Linked DNA regions of Oryctolagus cuniculus: region 2 is linked to region 1. The links are chromatin contacts, called in public Micro-C maps. All regions are on one chromosome and are shown on one strand. Each heading gives the region's core, a stretch centred on a gene start, on an enhancer-like site or on the middle of the called end of the contact. The rest is flanking DNA. Distances are from core to core; before and after follow the strand shown.

What was found. Hi-C and Micro-C count contacts between places; a contact is called where the count stands out from the background.
Region 2: a Micro-C map of ear pinna shows a contact between it and region 1, with 4 times the contacts expected there. The contact joins two enhancer-like sites. A contact is called at or near these places in 2 of 6 Hi-C or Micro-C datasets (ear pinna and an unstated tissue).

The regions. Positions count from the first base shown.
Region 1 is chr1:176,980,759-176,987,567 of mOryCun1.1, reverse strand. All of the region lies in intron 8 of NFIB (nuclear factor I B), which reads left to right. Among named protein-coding and RNA genes, the nearest start is that of TRNAH-GUG, 380 kb to the left of the region's middle. Within about 2 kb of position 3,162, at least 3 of the 8 cell types and tissues checked have an H3K27ac peak or open chromatin away from gene starts, as enhancers often do. A contact at or near this core is called in ear pinna, where this site is marked.
Region 2 is chr1:177,244,852-177,251,660 of mOryCun1.1, reverse strand. All of the region lies in intron 1 of NFIB (nuclear factor I B), which reads left to right. The region is part of intron 1 of LOC103347791 (a long non-coding RNA gene); the gene reads right to left. Among named protein-coding and RNA genes, the nearest start is that of TRNAH-GUG, 120 kb to the left of the region's middle. Within about 2 kb of position 2,635, at least 4 of the 8 cell types and tissues checked have an H3K27ac peak or open chromatin away from gene starts, as enhancers often do. A contact at or near this core is called in ear pinna, where this site is marked.

The DNA of each region.
Region 1 (6,809 bases), core at 1,913-4,412:
AAATGAAAATATCATGTCAAAAAGCCTGAATTAAGATTTTTTAGGTGAATTGGGTCGATCATATAATGTTTTTAACTTTATTTTATTAAATAACTTCCTTATATTCCATGATTTGCCTCTAAGTTAGCAAATTGGCCCATATCTGCCTACCTGTGTGCAAGCTTACCATATTTACAAGAATACAGATCAAATGAAGTATATTCTTGCTGCTAAATTTGCCACTCACTGGATAAATTTACAAATCCATGGATCACTGGTTGACTTTTGCATAATCTAAAATAGGATAGTACCTGTAAAGTACATTAAAGCCAAATAAAAAACATACATAGCTACCTAGCTCCTAGGAATTCTTTGAATCAAAAATTGATATCACAAAAAAAGACCAGGTGAGTGAACAATGAGTCACAGAACACGAGGATTGATGTGAATGGATATGATGGCTAAACTCAGTTCTTAGGGGAATATTGTCCTTGTTACCACTCTCCTTCTGGGTGAAAAATTGGTGTGGCAATCAGTTTTGGGTCATAAGTCAGAAAAAATTCAGAATTTATTTTGGTAAGATTTCTTTCTACCCTCTCCCTTTCCAAAACAGTAATTTTTCTTTGGATTAGTAGATAATGATCTTTAGAATGGCCTTAATGATTCAAAAAGCTCTTATAAAGGTTTTCTTCTTCCCTTTTTATCATGATTCAGAAGGCACGTAATGGATAATGGCAGGAGTCACAGTCATACATTCAACAGGTATTTATTCAATCATTATGGCTGGTATAGACGCACAGTTCTTGAAATCTAAGTACAATTGAATGCAGAGTGAATGTCCTCAAATGAGACAGCAGTGTGCTTTGGTTTGTTACAGTTTTAAAAAATGAACACAAGTAGAGTCTATATTTGATCATTCAGATAGGCCAGGTCTGTGGCACAACAGCTTCATCCATAATCCATAGTGTACGCCCTGTGCGTTTTTGAGAGAGACTATTGCAAAAGGAAATGGTAAGTGGGACACTACTATTTTAAGGCAGATAGCAGACATCTGAAATCTTCAGGGCTTGGCTACAGCTTTGGAATCATCCAAATACATTGAAAATATCTGAGAAATGTATATCTATTCAATCAGAGAATTAAATAATTTGCCTCTGTCGTGATGGAATAAAGAAAGTATCACAGGTTATTCCTGTTGTGGTTGTCGCTTTTTGTTTTTAACAAAAGGCAATCCCTGCAGACTTCTTAGTGGAAACGGACAAAGCAAAGCTAGTGTTTTGGTTTGGCTTTATTTTGTTTTGACTGTGTGTTGTCTGTCACCATTCTGTTCCTCCTATAGTCACTTATCCAAGGTGGTCCCCTTTTCTGTCTTTCTCCATGGAGGGGTTCCCATGTCAAACGCAGTTCTTTTTCTGGGATTGAAAATGGCAGTGCCGAGGTAGCTGTGCAAGTCCAATCAAAGCTGGGCGAGTTCTTCCGTCTCCTCCCCACCCCCAACACACGCACAGACATTTCCTTAGGAACCCGAGCTAACTCTTCTGGAAAATTTCCACACACTGATTAGGGTGCAGCCCTGAAGATGCTTCTTTTGTTTTGGCTTTAGAATTTTGAGAGCCCTGTTTGTGTGTGTGTGTGAGTGTGAGCGTGTGCACATGTGCAAAAGAATTACTTTGCACCCTGAGAAAGTAAACTTTTCTGTTTAAATAAAAGGCCAGGTACTGCAGTTAAGGCAGAGTAGAATGGTTAAGGGTTCAATTCTTCCGTGAGAGTAGGCTACCCCATTATGAGGGTAATAAGAGATGAATTGCTTAAATAGGTACTGTTGTGTTGTGTTTGGTCCTCCTCTGTGGAAAACTTATATTGTTTTGCATATGTGAGTTATGTGGGCACAAACACATACAGCACTTACTCCCTCACTGGCTTTCTTTTTGGAAATTATGGTCAGAACATGGATTGCATTATGCAATATAAAAGAGCAATGTAATTGAATGAAAAAGCAAGCTGAAGGACAATCCAAGAATAATATAAACATAAGTTATTTTGAAACATTGGAGGGAGTGTTTTATGCAAAAGAGAAACTGGATTTATTGTTTCATTTGCTCGTCTCCCCCTTCACCCTTTTCAAGAAAACTCAAAGCCACAAGTGAGCGGTTGTGTGTGTCTGATGGCTTACATAAACATAGAAGAAGCCTTCAGATGGCTAAAATAAACATGCGCGTGTTACTGAAGGATCTGTTTACACAAACCATTTGCTCAGCCTCTGAAATAATGAATAAATGAAGATTTTCCCGAAATAATTGGAAGGATTTTTGTGTTTCTGCTGATGCCATAATTGAATGGCACCGACGAGACTGTTATCAGCTATTTTCCACGTCACACGTGTTAGCAGTTCCTTTCCATGAGCTGAATACTTCATTCTGTAGTTACTTTACCCATGTTTTTGTAAGAAATTGTCGTTTATTACTGCAATTCAAGAGCGTTGCTTGATTTCCCAAGAGAAATTTAGCAGCCAGTAAAGGTTATTTGGATCTGGTTGGTCAGGAGAGAGAGGGCCGAAAGCAAAGGATAGCGTTTTGTACCTGCAGCTCTGTTCCCACAACACTGCTCTGAACCACTGGCCATGTTTCTTGCTGTGTCCATGGAATTTCCATTGTAAAATGTGTTGTTCTCAAAAGACTTAAGAACGAATATATCAACAAGAATAATTTTCAGTATTGGGTTTCAAATTGTATTTTTGTAGGTGCATATATGTTTTTGCATGTCAATGCATGTATGTGTGGGGATGTAGATTGTAGGGGTGTGTGTGCATGCATGTGTGTGTGTGTGTGTGTTCACATATTTGTGGCCTTTGTGGGATAAGGGCACTCACTATGTGTCCTGTCCTTGGGTGGAATTAAGAGTTAACTTCTGTTTCAGTATTACACTTCGAAGTCCCTGCGAACTCACTTAGGTTAGCATTTCCTGCTCTCCGTTTGTTATCTTGACACATAACTATAGTACAACAGCTGGGTTGTTCCTGGAGTTCCTGCGGGGAGCTTTATTCTCAGAGTGCTGAATTTCCTTTTCAGCTGTCAGCTCTAAAGTGTGTTCAAAATGTTCAACTTTTTATACACTCTTCTGGGCCCCTAGCACCACTCTGGGACTATGATAGAAATGCTGATAAGGTCGATGAATGGGAGAATCTTTGGTTCAAGGCAGAGATTTGCAAAAGCCACATTCGCTCAAGGCCGTTGTTTGGTAACAGGGCTGCTTACTAGCATTGCTCTTTGTATTTGAATATTCTACCTAAAAGAATGACTCAATTCTTATCAAAATCATTTGCACCTGTTATGAAATCAAAACTAAAAACACTGCCATTCTTAAAAATGATCTTGCTACGGTTTTTACAGACACACAGTATCTGACCTGGCTGCTGAGGCTGTATTGGGATTTGTCGTAGTTTTGCCTAACTTTCTCCATTTATAAAGAAAGATTTGTGCAACACGATGTTTCCTCTTTATCTAGGCAAACTCTTCAGAACACTTCCTAAGAAATTAATTGTATTCCAGCCAGACTTGCACGCTGCCATCCCACAGGAAATGGGTCAGCAATCCATTAAGATGCCATTAGATAATCTAATTTGGAACTTAATCTCTAAATTAACCATGCTCCATACTTGAAGCATACTTGAGAGAAAGAAAAAAAGTTTACGTTTGAATCGAGAGGGGAGCCGAAGCGTGAAGAAGGCTGTTTGTTTTTTCTGTAGCTGTGGTCACGTCTCAAGCCGTCTGGTAACCAGGAGAAACCAGACATGATGTAATTCCAGATTGAACTTGAACTTCAGGGACTTAGGATGGGGGAACAATGGACCATAGGAATCAATAATGTCCATTTTCCACATGATTATGTTTGGAGCTTTAAGTTAACCTTTATGGGAGAAGCGGCAGGATCTGTAGTGTGATCAAAATGAGATGGTCCAGAGACAAGATGTTAGGGGAAAGAAAACAACTTTTTCCGTGATATTTTCTGAGCAGCACTGCAGATTCCAGCAGGATTAGAAAAGTTCCCGCTCTGCAGTAAACTGGTGGCCTGTTCAGAGCACTCTTTGTTCGCTTAGGTAGGACAAACTTAATCTTACGTTTCCTGTCAGATGATTTTTGGCAGCGCTACTGGGGAGGGAGGAGTGTGGTTCAGAAAATTCCCTAATGTAAACCTTGCCGATTAACCCTTTGCAATGAAAGGAAGTGTGATAAGCACCTACTTTATTTGAGGATGGTTTATGGAAAGTGCCATATTTACATATGCATCACATCCATACAGAATCAGCTCCATGGGCAGCCACAGCACATTCATTAGCTTACCTTGTTGCTAGTGCTGGTCGTAGCTACAAAGGGAAATTTCAGCTGTACAGCTTAAACATCAAAGCCTGTGAATGAGTAAATATAAAAATAAACATAATTTGTAAAAAAAAGAGAGAACCTACTTAAGTTAAAGCAACTAAAGAACATAGATTCTAGATATTCAGAAATTGTAGGAAGAATTACTCTCTCCCTTGTTAACTTTGTTCCCGGGATGGAAGATCTTTTGCACATGTGAACGGAGCAGCAGGCACAGTATCAAAGTGTTCAGTCCCTTAATCATTTCTCATGTTATGCTTCATAATTCTGATACAAATGGATTCTGTCCTTTTGAGGTGAAGTTGTGCAAATAATACTGGTTTAATGAAAATCATTTGTGAAAGGTCTCATTTTGCTTTTGTATAAAACTTGCATTTCTATTTACTTCAGTATGCCTTGGATGATTTTCTCTAGTGAAAGGCACTAGTTTGAAGCACCAGTTTTGTAGAGAATTTTATCTGCTGTTGAAGAATCACTTATGCAAATAAGAGGAGCAGTAGCACTTGTAACAATAGCACTGAAAAGGAGCCCGGGGTAGAGAGGAATACAGAGGCGAGAAAGAGGCTGGAAATCAACATGTGGGCTCTCCACTGGCTCAGGCATTGGGAGGAGATAGAATAGCTAACTTTGAGCCTGAAAATTCTGCATTTTTTGAATTGGCCAAAACCTCCCACAGCTACATAAATGGCTGTATATGTATGTGTGTGTATATCACGATTTATTTACAACTTGCCATGTTCATAATTCTTCATCTTGGATTTTCAGTTTTAAAATGTAAAAAAGCAAGAATAATATTTTAAAATCTATTTAAGTTGGTCTATTGGGAGAAGAGCTTATTTATTTATGTTTAAAGTAAGGAAATCAGTTTTTTTTTACTTTACGGTGTAGAGATTGCCTTGTTGACGGGTCTTCTAGGATTATGTAAGACGATCTCCCTAGAAGTGCACCAGTAACTGATGAAGGCGTTTCATGTGCAGCTTCAGCGCTCCCCACATTGAGTTTCTCTTGCTCTTCATTCAACAACAACAAATTTCACCAGCATACACCATTATTTTACTTTTACAATGCTACCACCCACGCATGATAAGCATTCAGTCTAGCATGCCCCAATAACAAAACATGTCTGAAACAATTGAATATAAATTAATGAGTTTTGACAGCCTATCATTTTGATATATTATTTTCAAAACTGTTGGTCTCCAAGGAGTAGCAATAAAGAAAGCTATTTACCTACTTAGTTACGAAACAAATATGTTTCTCTTTCATTACTATGAAGTGCTATTGCTTGCAGTTAGAATAATTCCATGAGCCACCTGCAGTTTATGATATTTGGTGTTTCCCTGAGAACCCACAAGAGTACTTTGCAGTTCAGGTAAGAGCTAGCCAGGGAGCTTTCTGATACAGATTATTACAAATAGTAATAATCATTAGAAATCATCTTGCATGCAAATAGGATCATTCAGATGGCAATAATGATCCGTAAAAATGGGAAAAATAAACCTAAGACTTGTTAGAGCACTTTGTGTATATCACTTCCAGTCTAGCCTTCTCCAAAGTAGGACTCTAGAAGCAAACTACTGACCCACTGCCGCATCAGTATAGATGTGAAACAGACGCAAATATTGCAGTCAGCTAAAAAGCAACTGAAATTGAATAAGTAAAATACAGTTATTTGGGCTGATTTTTTTTACTCAAGAGTAATCCTGGGAATTTCAGGGTGTGATATGGACCTAAATCCATAGACCCTTTTGTATAATTCAGTGGTGATATCAGCTCTAGTCCAGGGGAAAAAAAGTAAAATATGTTTCACAGAAGAGAGGGATGAGGTCCAAGTATAGTGGGTAAAAATATATGTCCTAGAACCCTTCTGCTGGACTTCAATTCCTGCCTTCTCTAACTTAACAGCATCATTAAGTTGGGCAAGAATCTTAGCTCCATTTTCATTTGAACCTCATTTTCCCCATCTGTAAAAATTTGGATATTAGTGATATTTTCTCATAGGTTTGCCGTGAGGATTAAAAGCTGTAGCGTAGGAAAAGCACATAGAACAGTGCCTGGCAAATAATAAATACTACACAATCGCTAACAATAAGCATAGTTATTAAGTACCATTTGTTTTTACTTCTATTGCATTAATAGATTTAACATAAGTGCTACTCAATTCTTCCTTCCACTGGTCTGTGTGAGCATTATTTCCCAAGATGTGATCTGCAGGCTTTGTGTCATTTTGAAGTAAGCAGCTAGTTCAGATGCACACATATACAATCAAGGACAGCGTGGTTTCTAACTTAACTAGTACTTAATTACCCCACCCTTGCCCAGCTTTTCTGGACAGGTTTTTAGCTATTAATAGGGGAAATTGTTCATTGTGCAGCTACAGAGAGATACCAATACCTGTGTGTTAATCTTGTGCCCATAAAACTAGAGTGCTTAGCCAAGGAAGTCAAAAACTTT
Region 2 (6,809 bases), core at 1,386-3,885, 260 kb before region 1:
ACAGAGAGTGTCTTTTCGTCCCCTCGGACCCCAAACGGACCTCCTTATCCCTCGCCCCGTGAGGTCTCTCCCAAATTTTGCAGCTCTCCAAATAGAGTAGACTTCGCTACCAAAAAGCAGAAACCCGCATCGGAGACACAACGGGAGTGCCAGCGGCGCCTCGGGGAAGATTCCCGGGGTTAGCTCAGCCTGCGCCTCCACACCCCGTCATTCAATGTCGGCGAGCTCCGCTGGAGAGCTTGCGGGTAAGAAGGTTCAGTGCGCGCCAGACCCGGGCTGTGCGCTTCTTTACCAGCAGCTCCTAGGCCGTACCCGAACTGTCCTCGCCACAGAGACCAAGCCCCCTGCCCCTAGCCACCAAAACTTCTCCCAACAGGCTACAAAAGCTGCACAAAGCGACATGGCTAGCGCAGGGGCCTCATCCAGTCGAGTTGTTGAAAAAGACCGAGATCTGTTTGCTCGCAATAACTCTGTGATTGCGCTTAAGCAACTTGGCGCAAAAAGCTTTAGGCAACCCTTGGGTTGCAGCGCGTCCAAGCGTCTGCAAACTTGCCCGAATTTCAAGAAGTAGTTAAAGTGAATCTCGGTGCGGAGGAAAGCGCTGGGTGTTGCAGTGCAAGGTGGGGGCGGGAGCAGTGGCAGCCGCCAGCAGGCTTTTTGTTTTTTAAAGTTAGGCACACAGCGAGGCGCCAGCGTCAATGGCACTGCTTCGTGGTTTCCGAACTTAGAGAATCGTGCTGAGTCTGGGCCCATCCCAGCAGCCAGGGCCCTGCTATACCGTACGGGCAGCGGTTTCTAGTGCCCAAGGAGCGAGCAGGGGGCGCAGGCTCAGCTCACTGTTCTTCTGCCCGCTCCCAGGTCGTGCCACTCCACCAGCCCCTTTACCACTGCAGCGATTGCGCAGGGAAAAGGAGGGCGAATGTCTAGGCTGCGGGATCCCCCAACAGGTAGTTTCACCTAGGAATCGGCCTGACTTTAGATATCAAAGGCCGGGCAGTTTGGGCCACGCTAACGCTTAGGGAGTCGTGGAACGAAAGTCGCGTTCTGGGAGTCACTTTAAATAACATTGTTCTCCACTCTCCAACTTCTCCCGAAATAGCGCAAGGCGCTGCGTTTGGAACGGCGCTCAGCGAGCCTAAATAAGCCGCTTCAGGCTATAAACTCACAGGCAATTTGGATTCTTTGCTCCCTCCTCCCTCCCCCACCTCCTGCTCCAGTAGTTACTACAGAGCTCAGCTCGGCTTCAGAGCGATGGGCATTTCTTTAGGAATCGACAAAATGCCCTTCGAAATGCCCTAGGTTTTTAAAGCCAGGGAGGAAAAGGGTGCGCTGCACTCCAGTGATTTAGTTGAATTATGCCTTTCCCCTAGCGCGGAACGCCCAGCCTTGTGCGAACCGGGCCGCGGCGGCCTCACGCTCCAGCGGGCGCGCCACGTTTCCTTTTCAGGGCGCAGGGAGACACTGGGTTGGGCCACTTTGTTCTGGCCCCCAGCGTGGATGCGCCAGGTGGGGAATCGCGGAAACCTTCTCCTGGCTGTGTGGCCCCCTCCCCTATGGGGGCGCTCGCTGGAACTTCCCCGCCTGGGGCCGCGGGCGCACGTGGTGCGCAGAGACCCAGCGCGCTAAGCGAAACCGCGCGCATCGCCCCGAAGATCCCTGGCGCGCGCAGCCCTCGCTGGGCGGGGGAGAGCGGGGGACTCGGCCCCTTGGCGGGCGGATCTAATCCCGCCTTGGCAGACCAGCCTTTCCCGCTACCGCGTTGAGCCGTAGTCTGGTAGTGCTTTCCTCAACGACCAAAACCACCCAACTCCTAGTCCTACCCGTGCGTCTCCTAACGAAATGTCTTTCGGACTCCCCGCTGTCACCAACCCCTCGAAGCCTCTGAGGCGTGGGCAGACCCGATCCGGGAGCCTTGGCTCTTCAACCCACCCCCTTCTCCCAATCGCATGACTCTCGCTGCACCGGCGCCCAACGCAGCGCAGCCCGCTTGCCCCGCGCCCCTACCACTAACCGCGCTACCTAAACTTTCCCAAGAAAAGTTTTATCACGCGCTGTCCCCTCAAGTTCGCCATGACTGGAGCGGGCTGAAGGAGGAAAAGAGCCCTTCCCCCGCCACCATCCACCTCTCCTCTTCCTCCCCACCCCCTGCCCTGCCTCTGAGTCCAAACCTTGCCGTGGAAGCGCGCGGCGCTGGAGCCCCCAAAGGCGCTGACTGTGCAGGGGACGGAGTTCGTTTCGCATCCTCCACTCTCTGTGCCTGGGCCGTTCCCGCCCCCTTCTCCCCCACCTCGCTTTCAGCGGGGACCTGCGGACTTGGAGTTTAGTTTTGTTCAATTTTATTTTTTATTTAGATTAAAAAAAAAAAAAAAAGGTTCCACCCTGCGCGAACCTCGAGCATTCTCCTGCCTTCCAGTCCCCTGGCGTGGGGCTCAGGAGATGTCCCATTCGCGCCGGGCGGGTTGACTCCCGAGAGGGGGCCCGGGGCTCCCCAGCCGCGTTTTCCCTGATTTTGTCTGCACTAAGAATCCAACATTCTCGGGTGAAGCTAATTCATGCCGGGAGCTCGGCCTCAAGGCAAACCTGCCATGCCTGTTGCCCCCCACCCTCACCCGGAACAGTGGATGCGGCGGGTTTGGGGATGTTTGGGAGAAAATAGTGGGCAGTGGGAGAGGAGACTGTTCTAACATTCTCATTGGGGTCTTGCTGTGCGCAGAGAATTAGAGGAGGAAAAACTCACTCCTTCCAGGTTTCGCTCCAAGGGCCCCGCGATCACCAAAGAAAGTGCCCTAAGTTGGTTTATTTTGTGGCCTATTCTGTTTTTATTTTGTCTAGGGTTAGTGAGGTTTGAGATTTTGTGGCCAAATTTTACTACCCCGAGGCTTCAACTTTCAAACCAACAAGCCAACCGGAATGTCCTGGCGAAACCGACTCCTGCGCTGCTGGGACGCGTGCGGGGAACAGAAACGAATTCCGCTGTACCTGGCGTGGCGCGGATTCCTGAGCCTGGGGACGCCTGGCCGGCTTTTCTGAATCTCAATGGTTTGGGTTTGAAACTGGACTTGACCTAACCAGGGCCGCGGCCCCACCGAGCCTTGATTCTTACACGTGGTTTGCGCGTCTGCGTTCCCACAGTCAGCCACAGACGACGCCTACCCCCAGCGATGTCCCGGGACCGAGGGGAGGGCGGGTCAAGCGAGTTCAGCCTGGCTGAGCCCGTGTTCCCGGAATCAGAATCAATTTTGTCTTTAGTGCAAGGTTGGTGGCACGTCTGTTACCGCGTGTGCCTACGGATGGGAAACATTTACCCAAAACATAGATGGCACAATTGCTGCCTGTCCCGCCCCACGACGAATGTCAGAAACCCTTATTCCAGACCCTGCTCCCCCACCCCACCCCGCCCCCACTTGTTTCCCACTGCTTCAGGCAACACGTGTCCCTAGCGCCGCGCGCGCTCCCTACTGCCGTGTTTCGAACAGGCCCAGCTCCAAATGGGCCATCGAGGAACCGAATCTGCACCCCTCAGCCCCACACACCCTGGCTGGTCCCTTCACTATTTGGCCCACATTGCGCCAAGAGGGTCACCTGAAAAGGCAGGCGGCTTCCAGGCCCCTCCAAACAGCACCTAGGCAGCAGCAAAACACGCCAGCGGCCGCACACTCCCCAGCCAGCTTTGGGGCTTTGGGAGGGGCGCTTGCTGCGGGAGGCGGGAGTGGGGGAGTGGGGGCTCAGAGCAAAAGCACCCTAACGGTCCCCAGAGCCGGCCACAGCCCACACCCTTCAACCGTGGCAATCGCCCTTCGGAGGGCAGAAACATAGGCTCGGATTCTCATTTGCTTCTACTATAAAAGATCTCGTTCACAAAGGAACACCCCCCTTCCCTTTCCCATCCACAACCCTTCTGTGCCCGGCTCCTAGCCCTGGGCCCTCTGACCATATTGATCTATTTTTAATCTCGCTCACCCTACATTTCCCTGGGAGATTTAAAGGCAGGAGTAGAGGACAGAGGGGATTAAGAAAAGAGCTGCCCGTGCTTTTCTGAGAAGGACAGGAGAGGAACTGAACATAGAGGGTAGATAAACTGAGGCGGTATTTAAAATTTCATTTCCTTCAGAAGCTGCCTCCTTTGTACCAGAACCTATTGAAATTGCTTCAGTGACAGGAAACAGAGAGTCTCCGTGGGAACAAAAATGGCAAGGCTTGTGGATGCCCCCTGTCCCCTGCCTCTCCTCACGTCAATGAAAAGCAGCTCTCATCTCTAACACCATCACCTGGAAGCTACAGGGTGCATGGCCAGTTCCTCCAGGGAGGCCCAGCTGCCCAGAGTGACCCCAAGCAGGTCTCCAGAATCCCCAGAGCTGGGCCCTTTAACCTCTAGGCTGGGGCATGTGGGCAGTGCACCTGGCAGGGATATAAGGTGTAGGGCCCAGGGTGCAGTCCCTGGGCTATGGGAGGCTGCAGGAAGAATGAGCCACCACTGCCTCTTCCTTCACAGCCCCTCTTCTGCTGGTTATTTAAAGCCGCAAGTTTGTCGTTCTAATTTTGATGCCCAGGGTTTGTTTTTTTTTTTTTTTAAAGGAGAAAAAAGTAGCAATGTGTGTTTGGAGTTGTTTATGGCTGTGTGTTCTGCCTTTGCTTTTGTTTGTAGGGTTTTCTTCTTTTTGTCTTTCTTTCCCCTGCAGCCTTGGCAGCCCTGGAGGAGGAGGTTTAGTGGGGCGGGTGAAATTGACCAGTTTATTCTCCCTAATCAGGCACACACACACACACACACACACACACACAAAAAACAAAAAACAAAAAACAAAACCATAAACAGGGACTCTCCCTGTTCTTAATAAGAGTCTTCAAATAACATAAAACAGTCATTTAGGTAGAAACTGGTTAGGACTGAGAAATCAGTGACACTGGGGAACAAGCTAAGCCTGTCCCTTTAAGAAAAATCCATTAAGCTCTTCCTTCAGCCCAGGGTCTGGGAAAGAAGCAAACTAACTGCTTGGAACAAAAGAGACAAAGAGGCCAAACAACAAAACAAACAAACAACTCCCCCTGCCCCCCTTGGAGACAACAATAGACGAGACACAGCAAGTACAGTCACTGCCTGGCCCAGCGGCTCCTGTCCACCTGCCAAGTCTCCCGCATTTGGCTGGAGACTTTCGCTCTCAGCCTACTCCCGCCCCCTGCCCCCCTCTCTCAGCCCTTTCTGTCCTTCTATCCGTGTGACTCTCCCTGTGTGCCTCTCTTGGGGTCTGGCTGTGTGTGTGTGTGTGTGTGTGTGTGTGTCTGCTGGTTTAGCTTTCCCCTGCTGTTGCTCTCTGTCTCAGGCACCTTCATTTTCTCTCCCCCTCTCACTCCTTCTCTCCCTGTCTTTAAAGGCCCTCAGCATATTAGCATAGTCTGGCATTTATTTTCATTTATTTGCTAGGCCATGTCTGTGGCGTCTCCTAACTGCCTCCTCAGAACTTCTGTTTCTCCGAATGGTCACGGTGGCCTATTTTGTATTTTGTTTGCAGCACTCCTTGGCAAGAGGATGCAGAAGTCCCTTTGCACTCCAGTTTTTACCCCATTCCTCATGTTCGGGTCTTTGCTCCTTTTCTATAAGGCTTCTGGAACACTTTTTTTTTTTTTTCTCGTTACTACCCCCGCCCCCCCAGCCCCAAGCAGCTCTTTCTCTTCTTCTTGGCACTGCTAGGGACTCTCATGCATGCCTGCCTTCTCTTTCTCTCTCCCTCTCTCCCCAGCAGCCAGGCCTCCTCCCCCTGCCCCCCCCCCATCCAGCCCTTTTCTCCCCCCCTCCTCACCACAGAACCTGAATAAAATACTGTAAACCTCTTTGCCCCCAGGGACTGCTTTTCTTTAGAAAGTGAATGTAAACCCTTGGAAAGTGGGAAGGGAAGAAGGGAAAGCAGAGGCTGTAGCCCGGAGCCAGCATCCCTGCCCATGGCCTCTTCCCTTTCACACCCTTCTAAGAAGCCCTTTTGTGGGAGCATCTCCCCCTGAAGCATCTGCGTCCGCTCCAGGGGAAACTTGGCCACAGCTCGCTCTCCTCTCCTGGGCCACACCGGAGGGAGGCAGCAGCTTCAGTCCCCAGCATTCCCACCCCCCCACACACATACCCCGCCCCGGGCCCCTTTCCACTTCCTCTCGTAGAAAAATGAGAAGGTTGGGGCTTCCCTGGCATGGGGGAGGGCTCTTCAATTCCTTTTTAAAGGAAGTGTGGCATGATTTCTTGAAAAGAAGCTTCAGGGATCACTGTCTTGCAGTAAAGGGAGAAGCAGTAAAGGGCAGAAGACCATAGGGGGAACAGGACTACACGGGTTATCTAAAGCCCATCAGAGAATTCTCTCCAAAAGGCATGTCCCTGACCACGCTGCAGATGCCGCAGACCCAGGGCAGATCTTTGCCCTTGGCCTTACTCCTCCTCCTTTTCCTTTTTCCTTCAATAATACACAGACAAAACCAGATGAAAACAGCATAAGGCCCAACCTGGAAGGGAGAAAACCCATTGAGCCGGAGAAGAGTTTAAAAAGCAGAGAGAAGAAACTCACCCTCATAGTTTGGTCACTTGGTGGTAAGGGCAGTGTTAAGAAAGTTTACTGCTATACAACCCACACCTGCACACGCATATATACTTGTGTATTGTATGTATGTTGGGTTGGTGGTGACGACTTGTCAAGAGGAAGAGGAGGAGTTTTGAAATCACACACGTTTTGAGTATACCTGGCCACTTACTAGCCAGGCCACCATGGGCAGGCCACAAGTCCTACCTGACAGTAGTGTTCTAAAGATTAAGTGGCATTGCATAGATGAAAAAT